Linked DNA regions of Sus scrofa: region 1 is linked to region 2. The links are chromatin contacts, called in public HiChIP or PLAC-seq maps. All regions are on one chromosome and are shown on one strand. The core of a region is the stretch at or near the end of the contact, and the rest is flanking DNA. Distances in the headings are between cores, read along the strand shown.

Region 1 (5,583 bases), core at 1,802-4,301, 540 kb after region 2:
CCTGGGAATGTCCATATGCCGAGGGTGTGGCTCTTAAAAGCAAAAAAAAAGCTAGAATTTTTAATGGAACTTTGGAATTGCCTCTGGCTTTTGGTTATCCAGGTCCTCCCAAGGCCCGACCCCCAAACCAGCCCATGAAGTCGGTTCCTGGTGCTACCATTTTAGTTATTTTTTCTTTGATGCCCTAAAGCAATTTTATCCCAAAGGGTCACTTGATTAAGTCAAGTGCCATGGAGATAAAAGCTCTCAGAGGCTGCTGGAGGCCTTGATTCCAGCAGGCAGGCTTCCTGGGGCTCCTGCAAGGCACCTCTACTGCAGAGGTCTGAGGGCATGCACAGGGAACCCACTCACGCCAGCCTGGAAAGGCAAGAGGGCAGGAAACCTGCTCCGACTTCAGCTCCAAATAGGCAAACAAGCCCCTGCCCCACGCAGCCACCAAAGGGCAGTTAGGTCAAAGGCAGAGTAGCAGAGGTTTATAGGGCACAGCATGAGTCTCTCTGGAGTCTACTTCTCCCACCCATGTGTTCTACTGTGGGGGCTCAGACACCCAGGCCCCATCTCAGGCACAGCGAGCTAATGAGGATGACACCAGGAAGCAAGGGGCCTGCATTCTAGGACAGGTTCCAACTCTGCAGGCTGCGAACCTGTCACTTGCATAAAGTGCATGTCAGCGTAGGGCCGGGGATTTTATTTTTCCCAAAATGAGACAGTCTATTTCAGTAAACATAAGAAAGCTCACTGACAAGAACACACAACTAGCTTTAACTTACATTTATTTGATGCTACGTAAAGGCAGCAGGGTGGCCATTGTGCACATATTATCTCATTTAATCCTTTCAGCAACTCCATGAAGGTAGGATAATACAGATGAGGAGAGTGAGGGTCAGAGAGGTTGAGCCCTGAGCCACGTCCCACAGCTAGTACGTGGCAGAGCTGGGATCTGACGAGGGGCTGTCTGGCTGCAAAGGCCCTTGCCCTTAATCATCATACGACATGGGGACTAGGAAGTGCTGGTCAGCTGCCAGCCCAGACCCTTCCCCAGCCACAACTAGCGATGCCCCTAATCACCAAAACCCCGGACAGGCTGTAAAGGAAGGATGGAGTCATAAAGGAAGAACGGAGTCTCCCCAAAAGTCACTTTTCTTTATTCTCAGTACTCCTCTCACAGCATGGTCCCGCCAATTCATAGGCTTCCCTGTACCCACCAAAGAGCTGAAGCTCCAAAGGCCTGGGGATCACCAGCCGTGGCTCTTTCTAAAAGCAGTTCCTGGGCGCCATGGAGGATCAAGATTTCTCAGTCACTCCTAAGTCCCCTTCCCGAAGCACAGGCACAATACCGCAGCTTGCTCCTCGGACTTGCTGCGCCCATCCCAGGAAAAGCTGGAGAAGAACTCCAGAAAGCAGGTGGCTCCTGGTTGAAAGAAGTTGGGACCTGGGCCTTTGGTTTAGTTTAACCTGGGTCAGGTCAGATCCCTGTTCAGCAAATGCAGGGAGTCTTCACCCCATTTTGTCAAAGGCCACCTTCTTCACCAACTTGGCCTGAAAACATGCTGAGTGCGGAGGGACATGTGTGACGGAATCCCGGGTTCAACTCTGCTGGAAGCCACCGTGCTGGAAGAGGACTTCTTTCACTTTGTCCACAATGGTGCCCACCTCAGCCATGGCCCCCAGACCTGGGGAGCAGAGCTCTACTGTGACCCTGCAGACTGAGGCAGGGGACCATTCCCCACCCACCCCACCCAGTGCTCCCCAGTGCCCCACCCAGAGCCCGAGGCCTGGGAAGGGCAGGACCAGGGCTGAGCCAGACCCATCCAGTCCCTCCCACGAAACCCTCCGGACAGTCCCAGGAATGGTTACAGTAGCCATCTGAACTATGTGGGCTGCATGTCAGGGAAGATGCGAGGCATTTTACTGTCTCATTTAATCCTAACAACTCTGACAAGGAAGAATTTCCATTTCCATTTCCCAGATGAGAAAGCCGAGCTCAAAGGAGAAGGGTTTTACCTGAGGTCACAGCAGACTAGGATCTGAAGCTGAGCCCTGCCCCAGCCCCAGGCCGTAGGAATGAGCTGTGAGCCTGGCCAGACACCCACCTTGGTCTCCACAGACCAGCTTCTTGGCCACACAGGGGATCTCGACATAGCCGAAGGCCTTGAGCTGGCACACCTGCTGCTCAGTGAGGGGGTGCTCCCACATGGCAGTGTTCATTGCTGGGCAGAAGAGCAGGGGCTTGCTGCGGTCCCAGGCCCGGATGACACAGGTCTGTGAAGAGGGGGGTGGGGGGACTGTGGGCTCAGTTTGCTGTCTGTGGAGCTGTCTCAGCCTCGGGGTGGGGCCATGTCCCCTGGTCCTCTCACCTCCCCACAGGCTACACACAGGAGATGCTCTACCAACTCTGGCAATGACCCAGCCACTTCTAAGCAGACCTCTCCTCCTGTGCAAACAAGGCTCCCTGTGCCCAAGCAATGTCTTCCCCAGAGCCGGCCCTTGCAGACAGAAGCAGCTCACAGAGTCCTCAGTGCCGTGAGCTTTGCAATCACGTGGACCTGGGTTCAAATCTTGCTGCGCTATCTGCTGTCACTAGCCATGAGAACTTGAACACTTGTTCCTTCACGCCAGGAGTCTCAGCTTCCTCTCTGCAAAAGCCCCCTCACCGAGCAGTCATGAGGACAGAGGGTGTGTGCTCACTTATAAAGCTCTTCGCACAAGGCCTGGCACAAAGTATGGCCTCCAGAAATAGTAGCTCCTGTTATTATAACAAGGATAGGGGTGTCTCGGGGAGAAATAAGCTCTGAGTCCCCTAGGAATGTGCTCCCCTGGGCTCTGACTGCTCCAGGTGCCTCTGCCTGGGCTGTGGACCCTTTAGGGAGATAGCGGCTGACACACCCTTTCCCTGAAGTGGATCCTGTCTGGGAAAAGAGGGGGAGTCCAGACAACAATGCCACAAACAGGCCAGAGAAAATGCCTGTCCTTCTCAGTGCCCTTGCCCTCTCCTAGGACAGGAAGGAAGTGGGACAGCACACAGCCTCAGGATCTGGCTGCTTGCGTCGTCCCAGACACCAGTGTTTGTTTCCCACCCAGTCCTCGTAATGAGGCAACCAGGCTATGAGTGGACAGTTTCAGTCCACACTTCCTCTTGGCCACGTGCCACCTGCTGCTTCTGTGGAAGTCATGAGCATCCCTAGAAGAGCCCCTTGACTGTGTGGGAGGCAGAGGCAGGGCTGGGGTTTCTAAAGGCGCTCAAAGCAAAACACACCAGCCAGAGCACAAACCCAACATCTCCATGCCCCCCCACCTCTCTAGCTTTTCCCACCCCATCTCAAAGCTCAGCGTTTCCTGGACAAACCACAGCTCCTCCAAACCTTCCAGCAGTAGGAGGGCTGAAAGGAGGCATCAGTTCCCACAGTCACTTGTTTGGCCAATGTTGTGTGCAGCACCTCAGGCTCTGCCCCTGGGAATCCACTTGGGTGAAGAGAAGCCCTGGATCCGTGTCAGAAGACCAGCTCCCAGCTGGACTGGTGACCCAGGAAAGTCACCTTCTCTTTCTGGATCTGCTGCATTACTGAGAACAAAGAAGGGCCAGAGGACAGATGCACCTCACCCAGGCCCAGGGCCCAGAGATTGGGAGCACAGGTTCATGCCTAGCACGCTGCCCTGATAGCACCCCAAGTTCTGGATACTGGAAAGGAAGAAGACCTGAAGGAGGGAGGAAGCAGGGCAAGTGTCTTTGGGGGTTATATAAGGAAAAAATATCTTCTGAGAGAAGACAGAGCCACAGATCATGATGGCAATAGTTTAAACTTTATAAGACTTGAAGTTCTTTGGAGTTCCCGTCGTGTCTCAGCAGAAACGAATCTGACTAGCATCCATGAGGGCGCAGGTTCGATTTCTGGCCTCGCTCAGTGGGTTAAGGATCCAGCGTTGCTGTGAGCTGTGGTGTAGGTAGCAGATGTGGCTTGGACCCCACATTGCTGTGGCTGCGGTTATGGCATAGGCCAGCAGCTACAGCTCCTATTCGACCCTTAGCCTAGGAACTTCCATATGCTGCGGGTGCAGCACTAAAAAGCCAAAAAAAAAAAAAAAAAAAAAAAAAAAGCTCTTCAGTTCTTTGAAGTATTTGTGCCTTCAAATGCAACCTTTGAGGCCAAGGGCCTCGGGGCTCATCTTGAGAACATGATCCATTGCGCAGCCAACTCAGTAGGAGGGAAACCCTAAAGATTTCAGGGAGTGGTGAGCTTTGAAGAAAAGAGGAAAACAGCTTTCAGAAGGAAGGAAGGAGACCTCACAAAGTTGGCCAGACCGGGGCTTAGCTCCTGGAGGTCAGTGTGCTTTGTCACATCAGCTGGCTGCTCGCCAGCCGGTGGGAAGCCTGGAGATCTGGTGAGACGGTGCTGGCTACACACAACACTCAGCCAAGAAGATGAAAGTGGCCGGGAGCCTGACCTGCTCCAGCCGCCCTGCCAGCCTGGCACCAGCCCCACTGGGAAGGCTTCTTGACAACATTGCCCCTAGGCTCGCTCTCCTCTGTGCTCCTTTGCCCCTGCCCTACAACACGATCTGTGTGTTGCTCTTTTTCTGATCACCTGTGCTCAATGATGCTTAAATCACCAGCAGCTCTTCAAGAAGTGCCTTAAACACCCATCAGCAAGCATATGAGGAGACAAACCTCCTATCTGACTCCTCAAAACCAGCTCCGTTAGTCACTTTTTCATCATATTCAACTCTGAAAACCTCCTGGCTGTTAGCCAAAGTCAAATTACTAATTACGTCATACATACCATAAGTATTTATTGAATGCCGACTACACACCCAGCACTGTGTAAGGTGTGACTCCAGTGTCCACACACTGTGCAGGTGTGTCACTGTACCACATACCAGAGCAGACCCCAAAACCCTTTCCTTCCAGACTGTGAGCTCCCTGTGTCCCTCCACATGGGGCCTGGTACATGGTCGGTAAGAGCTCTCGGAATGAAGGAAGGGGTGATGGGGGACAGGGAGGAAGGAGAGGGAGGGGATGGCACCCAGCCTCCCCTGGATGTTCATGTGGACAAAGGCTCTTTAAGGACAGCAACTCCCGGGAGGTCCCTCACGCCTAAGCCAATCCACACTCTGGACAGCTGGACTCCTGTTCCTCTCCTTCAGCCCAAGCCTCTCACCCTTTCTCTCTCTTCCTCTTTAAGCTTTCCGTACATACAGGAAACCACAGCTCAGCCTAGCGGCTAAAGCTATAGGAGAGATAAGTGTGTGAGATCCATGAGGAAGTGAGCACGCTTATCAGATTGCCCATGTGGATACCCAGATCCTGGTGAGAAGGCAGAGCCGAGAGGGGCAGGCGACAGGGCTGGGCAGGGAGGCCAGCGGAGAAGCATGTCAAGGGCAGCCCAGGAACTAGAGACAAAGAGAAAGGACCTGAGTGTCGAGGGGCAGGGGAGAGGTGGACACCCTCAGAGGGCAACCTGCCAAGACCTGGCCTTCTGCCACTTGCAGGAGAGCAGGTGAGACCAGATGGGGGGGCGGGGTGGCCCAGAAAACTGTGTCCTGAGCCAACTGGTCCACTGTAAATGATTCCAAGCTGAGAACCCT
Region 2 (5,641 bases), core at 1,381-3,880:
GACAACGACTCAGGACCCGAGGACCTGGTCTACACCCTTGAGCAGCCTATCAACGGACGGGTATTGCTGCGGACAGAGCCGGGCACCGAGGTCCACAGCTTCACCCAGGCCCAGCTGGACGGCGGGCTTGTGCTGTTCTCACACAAAGGTAAGTGCTGAGAGGTGGGGATGCCCTGAGCGTGGGCGCCGGCATGGGCCAGCGAGACCCAACTCCACCCCTGTCCTAGGAGCCCTGGATGGAGGCTTCCGCTTCAGCCTGTCTGATGGTGAGCACACTTCCCCTGGACACTTCTTCCGGGTGGTGGCCCAGAAGCAGCCGCTCCTCTCGCTGGAGGGCAGCCGGACGCTGACTGTCTGCCCAGGTGGGTGCACCACGCCAGGGTCATACTGCCTCTCCAGCCATTGCAGGCCTTGCCCTGGCTCCCGAGCCAAGGCTGACAGTCCCCTTTTGCCTCTCGCAGGCTCTGTCCAGCCACTCAGCAGCCAGAGCCTGCGAGCCAGTTCCAGCGCAGGCACCGACCCCCGCCACCTGCTCTACCAGGTGGTGCAGGGTCCCCAGCTTGGCCGGCTCTTCCACACCCAGCGGGGCCCCGCTGGGGAGGCCCTGGTGAACTTCACTCAGGCAGAGGTAAGGACCCCTCTCTACAGCCACCACTTAGACTCCGGCCTGGAATAGCCCACTCTGCCTCTGGACACACATGTGGACATGGGTACGAGCTCCAGCAGTGTTGGCAGCCACTCCCCGGGCTCACCATGGTCCAGCCTCTGCATGCCCCCCTCCAAGGGCCACCAACCAGTCAGGACCACCAGGGCTTAGTGTTCCGGGGCAGAAAGAAGGATGCAGGAAGTCAGAGCTATAGGGGCTCAGAACAGGGATGATGTTCTGGGGCTTGGCTTCTAGAAGAAACTACAGTTGGACCCTAGGAGCTGAAAATAATACTCTGCATGGGGGACACTAGATACCCCAATGGCTGATGGGGGCAGTGCTTGGTTCAAGGGGATAGAGTTTGGGATGAAGGCAGCTGCTGGGCTGGTGAACAGAGGTGTAAGCCTGGGGCTCAGGTCAAGAGCAGCAAGAAGCAGAATGGGTCCTGAAAGCAGATGAGTGGGCAGAAGGCAGCTGAGTAGGTGAGTTAGGAGCAAAGCTGCCATCCATCCATCCATCCATCACAGCAGCTTCAGGACACAGCTGTCCCACTGCACGCCAGAGGCCATCAGTGAAAACCAGAATTGAGCCACAGGAAGGGTCAGACCGATACGCTGCTGGGATCACAGAGCCCTCTATGCTGTACCAGTGGGGCCAACAGCCATCACTTAAATTAAGGTCCCTTCTAAGTGCAAAAGGTGCAAGCATTCTAGGGCAGCCCTGGTTCTCCCCAGGGCAGGGCAGTATGGAACTTTCAGGCATCGGGGAAGGAAGTCACCTTAACAAGGGCAGGAAGAGTCTCTCAGTCCTCTCGCATCAATATTCCCCAGGCCTGGGTTCTCTGTTCTCCCAGCTTCTGCTATGGCCCCCTTTCTGCTCCTCCCCACAATGAAATATTCAGCAGGCTGGAGGCTGTAGCAGCTGTGCACCCTGAATCCCTGGGAGCCTTTGTCACTGGATGCCCAGGAAGGAGGAGGAAGTCCCCTCCTGGACCTGCTCTGCTTCCCTCACACCCCAGCAATCCAAGTTCTAGAATGAATGGCCCCTAGGGGGTCTGGCTGGCAGGGCCACCCAGGGAAGCTGGGAGGAGGGCAGGACTGGGTGAAGGGGGCAGGCAGGACTGACAGCGCCACTGTCCCTCCATCCTCTGAGTTGGGTGGGGCAGAGATCAGCTTTTCCCACTTTACAGATGAGGAAACTGAGGCTCACAGAGAGAGGTCAGGTGACTTCATTCCAAGTCCATGGCTAGTAAGAAGCAAAACCAGGACTGTGCCTTCAGACTGCTGGCCCAAGATTTCTTTCACCAAAGAACACTGCTGGTTTCCAGAGCTCAGGAAGCCTTCCCACCTCACCTGTGACTTGCCTCATCCCAAGCCAGTCACCCCCACCCACAAGGAGCTCCTGTACCCAGACATCCAACTTCCCACCCCCACCCCTAAGGGTCTCCATTTCCTCCCCACCCACCCATTGGCCTGGGCCAGAGGTTACAGCTGGTAGTCCTTGCAGGCCACAGCTGGCCCACAGATGTGTTTTACTTGGCCTGCACATGCCTTTAATATTTTTAAATTAGTGGTCAAGATATAACCTTTGGGGGATTACACACACACACACACACACACACACACACACACACAGGCCCTGATTTCCAGTTTCTTATAAGACCTGTGTTCCCTCTTCCGGCCATCAACTGAAGAGCAGCTGTCCCTTTGACTGGCTCTGCTCCCGTCTCAACCAGGCAAGGCTCCCCAGTTCACAGCCCCCCTGCTCCTAGAATCTCCCGCACGCTGTGATCCCAGTCAGTTTCCCTCTCTCTATTGCACAAGTCCTGTTTTTCTGAGAGAAGGAAAATAGTTCCCTGTGTCTCCCGAAAGGGGAAAACAAAAGATAAGCCAAGAAGACACGTTGGGATTAGAAGGGGGAGGGAACGGATTGCTTGAGGGAAGTGGAGACTATGCCTTAGTGTTTAACAGGCAGATGGCCCTGGAGCACAGCGGGTGTGGCTGGAGTGGAGTTGCCGTGGGAGGCGTGGGAGGACGGGAGGTCACGGGTAACAGGGTCACACAGGGTCTTTGAGGCCAAATGAGCCCTTGTACTGTCTGAGCGAGAGTGACATAGCCTTATTTACATGGTTAAAGCTTCACTCTGGGAGTTCCCTTCATGGCTCGGTGGAAACAAATCTGACTAGCATCTGTGAGGAGGCAGGTTCGATTCCTGGCTTCTCTCAGTGGGTTAAGGATCCAGCACTGCCGTGAGCTGTGATGTAGGTGGCAGACACGGCTCAGATCCAGCATTGCTGTGGCTGTGGTGTAGGCCAGCAGCTATAGTTCTGATTCGACCCCTAGCCTGGGAGCCTCCACATGCTGCATGTGCGGCCCTAAAAAATAATAATAAAATGAAAGTTCACTCTGACATCTGTGTCAAGAACAAACTGTAGAGGGGGTGGAGCAGGGGCCAAAGCCAGGACGCAGGAGGTTTGGGGAATAATCCGGGCCAGAAATGATGGTATGTGAGAGGAGGAGAGGAATCAGTGGTGACTCAAGAGCTTGGGGCTTGAACCACTGGAAGAACAGAGCTGTGCCCTCTGCAGTGGGAACCTGGGAGCGGTGGGGCAGGTCAGGGATCATCTGGGACATACTGAGTTTGAGACATCCCTCAGACATCCCCACGGAGCTGCCCGAGAAGCAGGTGGTCATGAGCCTGGAGTTTGGGAGAGCACAGCCGGGCTGCAGATACAAATAAAGGGGTCATCTCGTGGCTGGCATTGGAGGATGTGAGGCCCACTGAGAGCCCGTGAGCAGTGCCTGTAGCTAGAGTCTCAAGGCCAAGCCACAGACATTGAGGAGAAGGGGCAGGACCAGCAAGAGTCTGTGAAAAGGCAACTAGTGAGGTCGGAGGGAGACTAAGAGAGCAGAACCTCTTGGAAGCCACCAGGTGCGCTCAAGGAAGGAACGCTCGATTGGGTAGAATGCCGCTGAGCGGATGAGTGAAAGGAGGCCTGGGAATAGACCACTGGGTCCAGCAACCCAGAGGCCATTGTGCCCTTGGCAGCCATAGGAGCAGAAGCCTGGGTGGAGTGCACTCAGAATGGCATGGGGAAGAGTGTAGACTATTCTTTTTGGACTCTGCTGCAAAGAAGAGCAAAAAAAAGAGTTCCCTGGTGGCTTAGCAGGTTAAGGATCCAGCATTGTCACTACTGGGGCTCCGGTCCCTGCAATGGTGGGAACTTGACCTCTGGCCCAGGAACTTTTGCATGCCTCAAATTCAGCCAAAAAAGAAGAAGAAAGGAGTTCCCGTCCTGGCTCAGTGGTTAACGAATCCGACTAGGAACCATGAGGTTGAGGGTTTGATCACTGGCCTCGCTCAGTGGGTTAAGGATCTGGTGTTGCCGTGAGCTGTGGGGTAGGTTGCAGATGTGGCTTGGGTCCCACATTGCTGTGGCTGTGGTGTAGGACAGTGAAGTCAAGAAGTTTTTTCTTTTTTTGTGTGTGTGCTTTTTTTTTTTTTTTTTTTGTCTTTTTAGGGCCACCCTCACTCACTGCATGTGGAAGTTCCCCGGCTAGGGGTCGAATCAGAGCTGTAGCTGCTGGGCCTACACCACAGTCACAGTAACTGGGGATCTGAGCCACGTCTGCAACCTACACCACAGCTCACGGCAATGCCGGATCCTTAACCCATTGAGTGAGGCCAGGGGTCAAACCTGCGTCCTCATGGATACTAGTCCACTGAGCCACAATGAGAACTCCAAGAGAAGTTTTTTCTTTAAGGTGGAGGGTTAGCTTAGTTGCGTAATGATAAGAATGACTCACCTGGGGGAAGAAAGACAGGAGATGGTAAGAGCGGTGTCTTCAGAGAGAAAAGAGGCAGGGATTTCATTGCAAAAGAGGAAAGATATGCTATTGAGAGAAACACAGAGAGGAAGACTTGCCCCAGGGGCAGAGCTGGGGCTTGACAAAGGCATCCAGCTGCAGCTCCGGGCTCTTCACTGTCATGGGACTGTTTTATGGTGACCCACTGAGTTGATGAGGGAGAGTGCAGGCTCCAGACAACATGATGCACAGCAGGGAGCACCTCAAGGGAGGCTGGACACTGAGGGGCTGGCAGGGAGCTCCAAATGCCCCACCTGGGACCAGCCTGTGATGAGGCTCCTGGGCACCACAGGCTAGACCTGCCTCCATCCCAACAATGGGTTATCCCCACAGGTATATGCTGGGAATGTTCTCTATGAGCACGAGATGCCCCCCGAGCCCTTCTGGGAGGCCCGCGACACTCTGGAGCTCCAGCTCTCCTCACCTCCTGCCCCCGACGTGGCCACCACCCTTGCTGTGTCCGTGTCTTTCGAGGCTGCCTGTCCCCAGCGCCCCAGCCGCCTCTGGAGGAACAAAGGTGAATTGCATGATTGAGCTGGCAAAGTTGGGGGGACACTGGGAGAGGCCCAGAGAGGAGGGGACATAGGCCAAGGTCAGTAGTTCATGGCAATTCCCAGGACATGGTAAATTATAGAGAGGGTGGGTGAGTGGGGAGGCTTTGAGGTCAGATTCTGGTCCTCCTGGGCCCCTGAGCCCCAACCTGGGGCACCTGGCCTGAGGCGGGAAGCACAACCTTGCCTTGAGGACCTGGGTCCGAGGGTCCACAGCTCTGCCCTCAGCGGATGGTAGCATCATCGCCTGTGTCCCGCCCCCAGGTCTCTGGGTCTCCGAAGGCCAGCGGGCCGAGATCACCACGGCCGCCCTCGATGCTTCCAACCTCCTGGCCAGTGTTCCATCACCGCAGCGCCTGGAGCATGACGTGCTCTTCCAGATCACACAGTTTCCCACACGGGGCCAGCTGTTGGTGTCCGAAGAGCCCCTCCACGCCGGGCGGCCCCACTTCCTGCAGTCTGAGCTGGCCTCAGGGCAGCTGGTGTACGCCCACGGCGGTGGGGGCACCCAGCAGGATGGCTTCCGCTTCCGTGCCCACCTCCAGGGGCCAGCTGGGACCTTGGTGGCGGGACCCCAC

What was found. HiChIP or PLAC-seq counts read pairs in DNA pulled down with a chosen protein or histone mark.
Region 1: a contact with region 2 is called in an H3K27ac HiChIP or PLAC-seq map of alveolar macrophages. The contact joins two enhancer-like sites. A contact is called at or near these places in 2 of 2 datasets of contacts at active chromatin or transcription factors (alveolar macrophages and skeletal muscle).

The regions. Positions count from the first base shown.
Region 1 is chr7:58,524,385-58,529,967 of Sscrofa11.1, forward strand. PPCDC (phosphopantothenoylcysteine decarboxylase) reads right to left here. Exons shown (of 6, transcript NM_001243368.1): 5 at 2,094-2,262; 6 at 1,123-1,673. The coding sequence ends at 1,588. Among named protein-coding and RNA genes, the nearest start is that of PPCDC, 22 kb to the right of the region's middle. Within about 2 kb of position 3,052, at least 27 of the 83 cell types and tissues checked have an H3K27ac peak or open chromatin away from gene starts, as enhancers often do. A contact at or near this core is called in alveolar macrophages, where this site is marked.
Region 2 is chr7:57,980,256-57,985,896 of Sscrofa11.1, forward strand. It overlaps CSPG4 (chondroitin sulfate proteoglycan 4), which reads left to right. Exons shown (of 10, transcript XM_003128485.6): 6 at 1-148; 7 at 228-362; 8 at 462-628; 9 at 4,846-5,029; 10 at 5,328-5,641. Among named protein-coding and RNA genes, the nearest start is that of SNX33, 33 kb to the right of the region's middle. Within about 2 kb of position 2,631, at least 5 of the 83 cell types and tissues checked have an H3K27ac peak or open chromatin away from gene starts, as enhancers often do. A contact at or near this core is called in alveolar macrophages, where this site is marked.